3 separate regions of the Sus scrofa genome follow, and regions 2 and 3 are each linked to region 1. A link is a contact called in public Hi-C data. All regions are on one chromosome and are shown on one strand. Each heading gives the region's core, a stretch centred on a gene start, on an enhancer-like site or on the middle of the called end of the contact. The rest is flanking DNA. Distances are from core to core; before and after follow the strand shown.

Evidence for each region. Hi-C and Micro-C count contacts between places; a contact is called where the count stands out from the background.
Region 2: a contact with region 1 is called in a Hi-C map of embryonic fibroblasts, with 1.8 times the contacts expected there. The contact joins two enhancer-like sites. A contact is called at or near these places in 2 of 47 Hi-C or Micro-C datasets (embryonic fibroblasts and fibroblasts).
Region 3: a contact with region 1 is called in a Hi-C map of embryonic fibroblasts, with 2.8 times the contacts expected there. The contact joins two enhancer-like sites. A contact is called at or near these places in 2 of 47 Hi-C or Micro-C datasets (embryonic fibroblasts and subcutaneous adipose tissue) and 1 of 2 datasets of contacts at active chromatin or transcription factors (alveolar macrophages).

What each region holds. Positions count from the first base shown.
Region 1 is chr3:110,939,535-110,942,658 of Sscrofa11.1, forward strand. All of the region lies in intron 10 of BABAM2 (BRCA1-A complex subunit BRE), which reads right to left. Among named protein-coding and RNA genes, the nearest start is that of FOSL2, 98 kb to the left of the region's middle. Within about 2 kb of position 1,562, at least 6 of the 83 cell types and tissues checked have an H3K27ac peak or open chromatin away from gene starts, as enhancers often do. A contact at or near this core is called in alveolar macrophages and embryonic fibroblasts, where this site is marked.
Region 2 is chr3:111,145,776-111,148,899 of Sscrofa11.1, forward strand. All of the region lies in intron 6 of BABAM2 (BRCA1-A complex subunit BRE), which reads right to left. Among named protein-coding and RNA genes, the nearest start is that of BABAM2, 180 kb to the right of the region's middle. Within about 2 kb of position 1,451, at least 27 of the 83 cell types and tissues checked have an H3K27ac peak or open chromatin away from gene starts, as enhancers often do. A contact at or near this core is called in embryonic fibroblasts, where this site is marked.
Region 3 is chr3:110,783,467-110,786,590 of Sscrofa11.1, forward strand. No RefSeq gene overlaps it. Among named protein-coding and RNA genes, the nearest start is that of PLB1, 44 kb to the left of the region's middle. Within about 2 kb of position 1,560, at least 26 of the 83 cell types and tissues checked have an H3K27ac peak or open chromatin away from gene starts, as enhancers often do. A contact at or near this core is called in alveolar macrophages and embryonic fibroblasts, where this site is marked.

The sequences.
Region 1 (3,124 bases), core at 312-2,811:
TCCTCATCCCCAAATGTTTCTGTTACTTAACATTTCACCGACAGGCTAACTCATGATTTTCTGACACAGTAAAGTAATGACCAGCAGGCCTTTGAACAGCTAACTGGCTTTCAGAAACTCCCAAGGGGCTTTAGCTGTTTAAGTTTGGCCTCACAGTCTCAGCAATGTCCAGTTTGAACCTTTTAACATCAGCTTCCTGGGAACCCAACCCGTCTACTGGCTCAGGTTTGATTCCCAGGGTAGAATCATGGCATCGGCGGGCTCAGGAACTCACTGTCAGGGTTATTTTCACAACAGCTTCCTATGCAGAGATGGAGTCTTGGTCAGCTCTCCATCCACGGAAGGGGTGGCCCTCACTTGTTCGGTATAATTTCACTCATCATTTCCGAAGCATTGCTTTCTTTGTGAACTTGTTGAAACAAGTCACACCCAAACACTTCTAATTGTGCCCCACCTGGGCACGTCACACGAGTCGAGTCGCTCACAGGGCTCCGACGTGCTGGCAGGAGGCTGGCGTAGTTAAGTTCTGCACCAGCTTGCCGCATGCTGGACTGTCACTGCAGGGACAGGTGTCCCACTGGTCATGTCCCAGAGTCAGGGGGGCTACCCAAGCAGCCACTAGCTATGCAGCCTGCACAGGTGGGGCGGAGGGGTGTCGCTTTACGCACTGAGAAATCTGGCCGCCTCTCTCGTGGTTTCAGGAAAGTCATGCTGAAGTTCCGACGGTCTTACCTTCTCTAGGAAATAAGCTTCACTGCCCCTAAATGCTCATTTGTTCACAAGAGAACTTCATCAGAGTTTCATCTACATTCACAAGACTTTCTAGAGACTCCTTACCCCCCCACCAACCTCAACAATGGAAAAAGGACACTGAACAGCCAAAAGAAATGCACCCTTTGTATCCGATCCACAGGACAGCTGCCACATGCTCACGCAGGACATTTAAGGCATAGTTCTAACAAGTCTGATCATACGATTTTTTCCGGGGGCGGGGGGGGACTAATTACGGCAAAATGAGGATAAGATACATTAAAAGCAAGCAGTGATAACTAGCAGTCTGGCACAAGGCAAGGAGGGAGAAAAAGACATAAAACCAGACTCAGGACATCAGCAAACATCCCAGTCTAGGGCCATTCACTGTAGAAACAGAATCTCAACCATCCCTCAAACTATTACCATACCTAGCAATGTTTACTCCCAATCTTGGTAACCTGGCCGGCCCTCTTGGTTGCCCACCCAACAGCCATTCTCCATCCTTCTTTTTTTATGGGCAGAGCCCTCCTCCCACCCCCTAGTTGGAAAGCGCTGGGCATTCACTCCCTCAGCCTTCCATGAAACCAAGGCATGGAAATGTGACTCAGTCCTGCCAGTGGGACCCGAGGGGAAGTGGGCTAGGGGTCCTCTGAGAAATATTTTCCTCTCTGATTAAAGACACATGTAAAGAGAAGCCCCCATTGCATTCTTGCCTAGATCTTAGCATGTGAGATCTTGAGGCTTGGAGCTGTGTCCCTGTCTTGTGACCATGAGGGCAGTCAGCCTGACATCACTGAGCTGTCGGATGCATCATCACTGGTGCTGCCCCCTCCAGATTTCTTGTTATGTGACACAACTGCATGTCCTAACTACTGGAACCTCCTCGAACCGGGTTTTCTCAGACTTGCCGTCAAAGGCGACCAGGGAAATGTTACTTCTTGCAGCTTCTGTTCAAGAAGGCAGGATAACGGTACAACCTAGTTCAGAAATATTTCCACTAAGCCTGGTTAAAAACATTCGAGGCACATAAATAGGAAAGTTTTAGTTGTCTGGAAAAATCAGTTATGTGGGCCAGTTCAATCCTTGAAAATGCCAAACAAATGAGGGGTTAACCATAATTGCTTCCCTGGGAGTCACATCATCAAATATTTTCATCCTTATTCACAAGTCAGCCATTATTTCATTTGTCCAGACCTTCCAAACTCTATATGCCTGTGCTCTTAGGTTAGTAGGGAAGATACTCATGGATTCGCTTCCTGGTGGTTAGTCTTCTCTGGCCCCTCCCGTTCCTTGGAGCCTGGTTCGGAGACAGTCTTAACCCAGGATTGACTGGCTGTAAACTCCCCTCCAAGAGTGATTCCATCTGGGGTCAGTTCTTCCTGAAGGCAGTCCGTTCCCATCTCATGCCCAGGCTGCTCCGCATGGTGGGCACACAACCAATGAGTGACCACCCTGATCTCACCCACGACACACTAAACCTCCGAGGCACATGGATTCTAACCACTAGAGAGTGAAATCCCACACACCCAAAATTCTTGCCTACAGGAACCATTAAAGTTCTCCGATTCAGAAGTATCCTACTCAAGGCATTGAAAAAATGAAATCGTGTCTCCTTTTGCTGTCACTGCCTTAGATTTAAGTGACCAAGGAGACAAAATATTATTCAGATTTTGTTAAACTGGTTTCAAGTTTTCACTATCCTTCGCATGCTCTGATCATGTCAACAGGTTACCTTTGGGGTTGAAGTAGCACTACTGAACTAAAGCCCGAAGTTTCTTGAATTTTGCTGCAAATGCAAAGGAAAAAAAATCATAATCTGGGAGGTGACAGCCCAGAATAATGGGAAAAGGTACATGTAGACTTTGGAGTCAGATAAAAACGGGTTCGATTCCTAGCGCCACCATTTATTAGTGGTGAGACATAGGCAAGCAAAATACTTTGTGTCTTGGAATCTTGATTTTTTTCATCTGCAAAATGAAGATGATAATTCTTATTTCATGGTGTTGCTGAAAGGACTGAACAAAAACAAAGCAGGTACTAAATAAATATGCATTCTCTCCCCCAATCCCTCTTTTCCTTAGTTTGATTGTGGTGGTTTCTCCCCCCCCCAAAAAATCTGGCTTTATACATTCTTTATAACGTGAAATTTCTACTAGAGCATAAAATTTCATGGTGTTTAATTTTACTTTTTTTTTTTTTTTTTTTTTTCTTTTTAGGGCCACACCCAAGGCATATGGAAGTTTCCAGGCTAGGGGTTGAATTGGAGCTGCAGCTGCTGGCCTACATACATCATAGCCACAGCCATGCCAGATCCAAGCCAGGTCTGCAACCTACACCACAGCTCATAGCAACCCTGGATCCCCAACCCAGT
Region 2 (3,124 bases), core at 201-2,700, 210 kb after region 1:
TCAGACGGTATAAAATGTTCCCTCTTCTCCTATGTCTGCTCTCCACTCTTTTATCTTTAAAACATTTCTTTTTAAAGCCATGCAATACCAACCACATCAGAGAACTAACACCATATATTTGCCCTGCACTGTCTTCCCAGGAATGCAAGGCTTCTAAAGCCGAAAAACACACTACGCTAAAGAACAGTTGCTCTTCATGTTCAAATTACTGATATCAGAGTGAATGGCTTGGTTTTTTTTTTTCTCCCCCCACAACAATGTACCACAGTCACATCACAGCCACACCATGAAATCTTAGGCAGCTCTCACTGTTTACCTTAATTTTGATACATACTACAGAATGTTTAAAAAATAAACTGCATGTAAACATATCTTTAGAAAAGCATCTGATAAAACAAATTCCTATGCCTTTTAGGTAGCTGTATCATCTCCACATCCAGAGAATGAGGCAGGTTTAGTCTACTGAAAGATACTGGTTCCGAAACAAACTAAAGAAACCACGGATTCTCCTAATTTGGCATAAAAACACATTGACAGTCATTTCTGTTCAGCAACCTAAATTCTCTTGGGGATGAAATGAAGGAAGTGGTAATAAAAGAAAAGGGGAGTTCCCATTGTGGCTCAGCAGGTTAAGAACCTGACATAGTGTCTCTGAGGCTGCGGGTTCGATCACTGGCCTCGCTTAGTGGGTTAAGGATCCAGCATTGCCGTGAGTTTGGCATAGGTCACAGATGCGCTTAGATCTGGTGTGCTATGACTGGCGCATGGGCTGCCAGCTGCAGCTCTATTTGACACTAGCCTAGGAACCTCATATGCTGCAGGTATGGCCATTAATGAAGGAAAAAAAAAAAAAAAAAGTAGGACTAGCCTGGCACTAAAAATGTGAGAGGGAGAGGTCGCTGGTAGCGCTGCAGGTTAAGGATCCAGCATTGTCACTGCTATGGCTTGGGTGGCTGCTGTGGCACAGGTTTGATCCCTGGCCCAGGAACTTGCACGATGCCGAAGAACAAACAAACAAATAAAACCCAAAGCCTAAGACGGGCCCAGTGTAAATGAGGCTGCTGGAAAACGTGGGCTCTGTAAGCTGGTCTCAAATCCAGCGCTCAGGCAGACGGACGGTACTGAGGGCTGCGTGGCGATGGTCTGCAAGGGCTGAGGCAACACCGAATACACTAAAAGGGACAGTTTCTGTACCGGGTAATTTGCCTCACAGAAAACAACTGCTCAACACAATGGACACTCCTCTGGGCTTAGCCACAGACTGGCAATTAGGGAAGCGTGGTTCTAGCCTGTCTTCACCAATTATCTGCACCACAGACTTGTGACAAGTTCCTCTTCCAGAGAGAGGAAGCTACGACCCATCCAGCCGGGCTCAGAGGGATGTGCGAAGAGGCACAGAAAGGTCCCCGGCCCACCCGTCCAGGGGAAGGTGCTGTGCGGGTAGGCAGAAGGGACCCGGGCTGGAATCCGCAGCTTCCTCACCAGCCCCTGAGTCTGTGTGGCCACAGTGCTTGTCCCAGCCCTCTGCTCTCACGACGATATAAGATTGTTTTTTAGGCTCATTATTGCTTCACACACTGCCTGCTAGGAAGGAAATATTTCTATGCAATAAAAATTCTTTTGGTGTTTTTTACTCCCTTCTCATCCATGCAAAACAGGAAAGCATGACACATTGCCTTTTATGGTTACAAAAGATCCAGGCTAAGGTTCTTAATGTTCTTAGACAATTGTACTCATAATATGACCACAACACTTTCCTAACTTAACACTGTTTGAAGAGGAAAAGATGCCTTACATACTCCAAGCATAACAGATCTCCAGGGAAGACACAGCCTGACAAATGTCTACTAAATCCAGTCCCAGTCAATCAAATAGAGAGTTTATTGAAATAATGAAATTAACATGCTTGTAGAGGGCTACTAAAAATAAGACTGCCAAGGTAGTTTTAGGTGGTTTTAAAAGCATTGTTCTTCTGTTTGAACCATGCTCTGAATTGTGTGGTCTACAGGGCACTGAAAACCAAGGGCATGGTTGGGTCTCTCATAACAGCAGTACCTGTTTATACTGTTATTCAACAACCATCCCCACAAAGAGTGCTGGAAAAACTAGATACACACAGGTGAAAGAATGAAGTTGAATCCCTCCTTACCAAACGCCATATACAAAAATTAACTCAAAATGAAAAATTAACCTATGTCTAAGACCTAAAACAATAAAAACTCTTAGAAGAAAACATAGGACAAAAGCTTCACATTGGATTTGCCAATGATTTCTTGGATATGACACCAAAGGCAGAGGTAACAAAAGAAAGACCAGATCAATTTGACTTCATGAAAAATTGAAAATTTTGTGCATTAAAAAGATAGTATCAACTGAGTAACAAGGCAATTTACAGATCGGGAGAAAACAAATCATTACCTGATGGATGAATGTCAAGAATACATAGAGAACTCCAAAACTCAACAACACGAAACCCAAATAACCCATTTCAAAAGTGGGCAAAGGATTTAAACAGGTATTTCTCCAAAGAAGATGCATGAGCGACTGATAAGCAAAATCAAATCAGAACAATGAGATACCACCTCCCAGCCATTAGGACGACTACTCCCCAAAAAACCAGAAGACAACAAGTGTTGGCAAGGATATGGAGAAATTGAAGCCCTGTGCACTGCAGGTAGGAACGTAAAATAGTAAAGCTGCTGTGGAAACAGGATGACGGTTCCTCAAAAGAGTAAACAGAGAATTACCACATGAGGAGTTCCCGTCGTGGCTCAGCAGAAACGAATCCGTCTAGTAACCATGGGATTGCGAGTTCGATCCCTGGCCTTGCTCAGTGGGTTAAGGATCCATTGTGGCCATGAGCTGTGGTGTAGGTCACAGATGCGGCTTGGGTCCCGAGTTGCTGTGGCTGTGGTGGAGGCTGGCGGCTACAGCTCCGATTCGACCCCTAGCCTGGGAACTTCCATATGCTGCGGGTGCAGCCCTCAAAGGCAAAAAAATTTAAAAATTAAAAAAAAAAAAAAGAATGACCAAATGATCCAGCAACTCCACTTTCTGGTATAGATCCAAAAGAATTGAAAGCAGCGTCCTGAAGAGGTGTTTGTACACCTATTTTCACAGCAGC
Region 3 (3,124 bases), core at 310-2,809, 160 kb before region 1:
TCCCCTTTCCCACACCAAGGCACCAGACCTGCCAAGGAACTCGCCAGAATGACGTTCGCCCAGCCCCCAGGTCTGCCCGACTTTGCCAAAGCCACTTATATGTATGTCTCCTCCAATTAACCACACACAGAGTGCACCCCGGAGTGCTCCCCACCCCGTACCCCCAAGCTGAGCCCTGTCAGGCCCTCCCCCCGCCCCTACATGTGGAAATTCTTTGTTCCCATCTTCCCTGGGCTTTCTGGCTGTGCGGTCCCTCTTCTGCCCTCTCAAGCCTGCTTTGGTCCTTCTGTCCTGGCTCCGGCCAATGGGCCTTCCACTGGGTTTATTCCTGAGGGTAAGACGCAGTCACTGTGCTGGGTCAGGGGTCACAGATGCCAGCCTTCTTACATCAGCCCACTTCAGGGAGCCCCAGGGAGTCAGCAGTTATCACACCTCCCTGAGGCCTGGCCCCCAGAAACCAGAAACCACAAGGCAGTGATGAGGAAATGCAGGGGGAGGGGGTGGAGGCAGGGACAGGTGGCGGCCCACACACTTGCCTGTGTTAGTCACTGAAGGGGCCCAGCAGAGCAGAGGTCATCTCGAAAGCTGGTGCCAGGGGTGGCAAGAAAGGCCCACGGGCAAAACCAGCCAGAAGAGGCGCTCTGTCAAAACACACTTCTCTCTCTTTTTCTTCTTATGGCCCCACCTGCAGCATATGGACATGCCCAGGCTAGAGGTCAAATGGGAGCTACAGCAGCCGGCCTACACCACAGCCGAGGCAACGCCAGATCCGAGCCCCATCTCAACCTAGGCCGCAGCTGACGGCCCCACCAGATCCTTAACCCACTGAGCGAGGCCAGGGATCCAACCCACATCCTCACAAACACTACGCCGGGTCCTTAACCCACTGAGCCACAACATGAAATCCCTTCTCTTGCTGGAGGGGTGGTTTTCTTTTCGAGATGCCACAGCAAGACCCCAAATGCAGGAGGATGTCTTGATTCATCACGGGCCGATGTTTCGTTTTGCTCCATCAGCGCCACGCCCCGTTCCCCTACCGTGCGCCAAGCTCCAGAACCAGCGTCCTCCTCCTGCTTCACAAGGAGCTTTGGCTGCAGCTTCCCTGCCGCCCAGCTGGTCGCCCAGCTGGAACTCTGCCCGAGCCGGCCCAGACCAGGAGTACCACGACCAAGTGTGGCTCAGAGTCGTTTATCCATCACGCGTTCCTTGAGCACCTACTCTCGCGGCCCTCGTGCTGATGGGGTTCTTACTTCCTTCATGGGTTGCCTCCCGGAGATGGTTCTGGAGGCTTCATCAGATGGTTGAGGGCTACGTCTGACCTGAGTGGGGTGCTCAGATGTCCCGACTTGCCTGGAACAGTCCCATTTTATGTCTATTTTCCCAGCCTCATAATCAGCAGAACCCCCTCTTACTATCAGACTCGTCCTGGTTTGGAAGATATTTGTTAGGTTGGGGCATTGCCCACCGGGAGCGGCTCAGGGGAGCTCTGTGTGATGTGCCCTTAACCCCAGAGGAGGAGGGGCAGCTGGGCCGTGAGAGGTAGACGCTAGAGGGCGCCAGTTAGCCGTAATTGGCCCGGCCAAGTCTCCACGTTGGCGCTGGACTGGCAGCCAGGGGCAAGGCCTGTCCTAGGAGAGAGGCAGGCAGCGGCCGGCAGGGGGAGCTCGCCCAGCAGAGCCCAAGTGATCCTTTTCGGGGGGGCCCCCCTTCTCTCGCTCCCCCAGGCACTCAGAAGAGTGATGGAGCAGTGCCTGGGAGGGAAGAGGGGTCCTGGCACTGCCCCCCGCCTCCTCTGTTTCAGCCTGGCCAGGCCCCTCCCAGCCTCTGTCCCTGGCTCTTGGGTGTGGCATGGTCTTGGAGACAGACCTCTAGGCCTGCTCTCTTGAGGGCCTGGCGCTGGGCCTCAGATGGCCGTTCTGGAAAAAATGGCCAGGCCAGGCAGGCATCAGGGAAACTCCACAGCCCTCCAGGGGTGAGGATGGGAGTGGGAAAAGACCAGAGGCAGGAGGTAGAAAGAGCCCATTTTTCCTCCTTGACCTAGACTTCAGGCACAACACAGGGTCCTGGCATGCTCTCCTGTGAAGAGCCCACTGCTCACTGCCCTGCCCTGGCCACTGCCCTGTCCCCCCCCACAACTGGACACAGGACTGGCCTCCAGGCAGGCAAGCTCCCTGTTCCCATTCTGTTCCCCAGCCCCTAGCCCCCTCTCCAGCTGATGAACTTGGGGACGCCAAGCAGGAGAGAGCAGGCGGCCCAAAAGCAGCGTTGGGGACTATTAAAACCACATGCTTTGGTGGCCAACAGACTTGTGCCTGGGTTGCAGCTCTGCACTTGGTGGCTGTGTGACATTGGGCGCGTTATTTAACTGCCCTAAGCCTCAGCTGACTCACCTGCAAAAGGTAATAAAAGAGTATCTATTTCGCAAGGGTGATGTAAGGATTAAATGCAGTAAGAACACAGAGTGCCTCGCTCAGTGTCTGACACCCGCCCCCCGCCCCCCGCCGCCGGGGGGCGGGGGCAGCAGCAACAGCAAGGCCCTTCAGCCCCAGCCCAGCTTTTCTCTCTGCAGCGGGAATCCTCGTCTGAAGGAGAGGAACAAAGATGGATTGCAGGAGTTCCCGTCGTGGTGCAGCAGAGACGGATCCAACTAGGAACCATGAGGTTGCGTGTTCAATCCCTGGCCTTGCTCAGCAGGTTAAGGATCCGGCGTTGCTGTGAGCTGTGGTGTAGGCCGGCAGCTACAGCTCCAATTCGACCCCTAGCCTGGGAACCTCCATATGCCGCAGGTGCAGCCCTAAAAAGCCAAAAAGAAAAAAGACAAAAAAAAAAAAAAGATGGATTGGAAAAGGCTTTATGGGACACATAGTAACTGCAGGTGAATTTTCTATTTGACAGTGATTTCAGTGGCTGTAGGAAGCGGTGGCTGCCTCAGTGCCTACAGCCTCCACCTTTTGAGGAATCACTTCTTCATTTGTTCATTCATTCATTAGTCCCAGATGACAACGGTTGTCCTGACATAATGATTGAGAGCTTCCTTTCCCTCTTGACGTGTTCTGGGTTGGATATTCACGCCATCTGGGGCATTGGGGATTGAGAGAGAGACGCTATATAAAGCCCCTGCCCC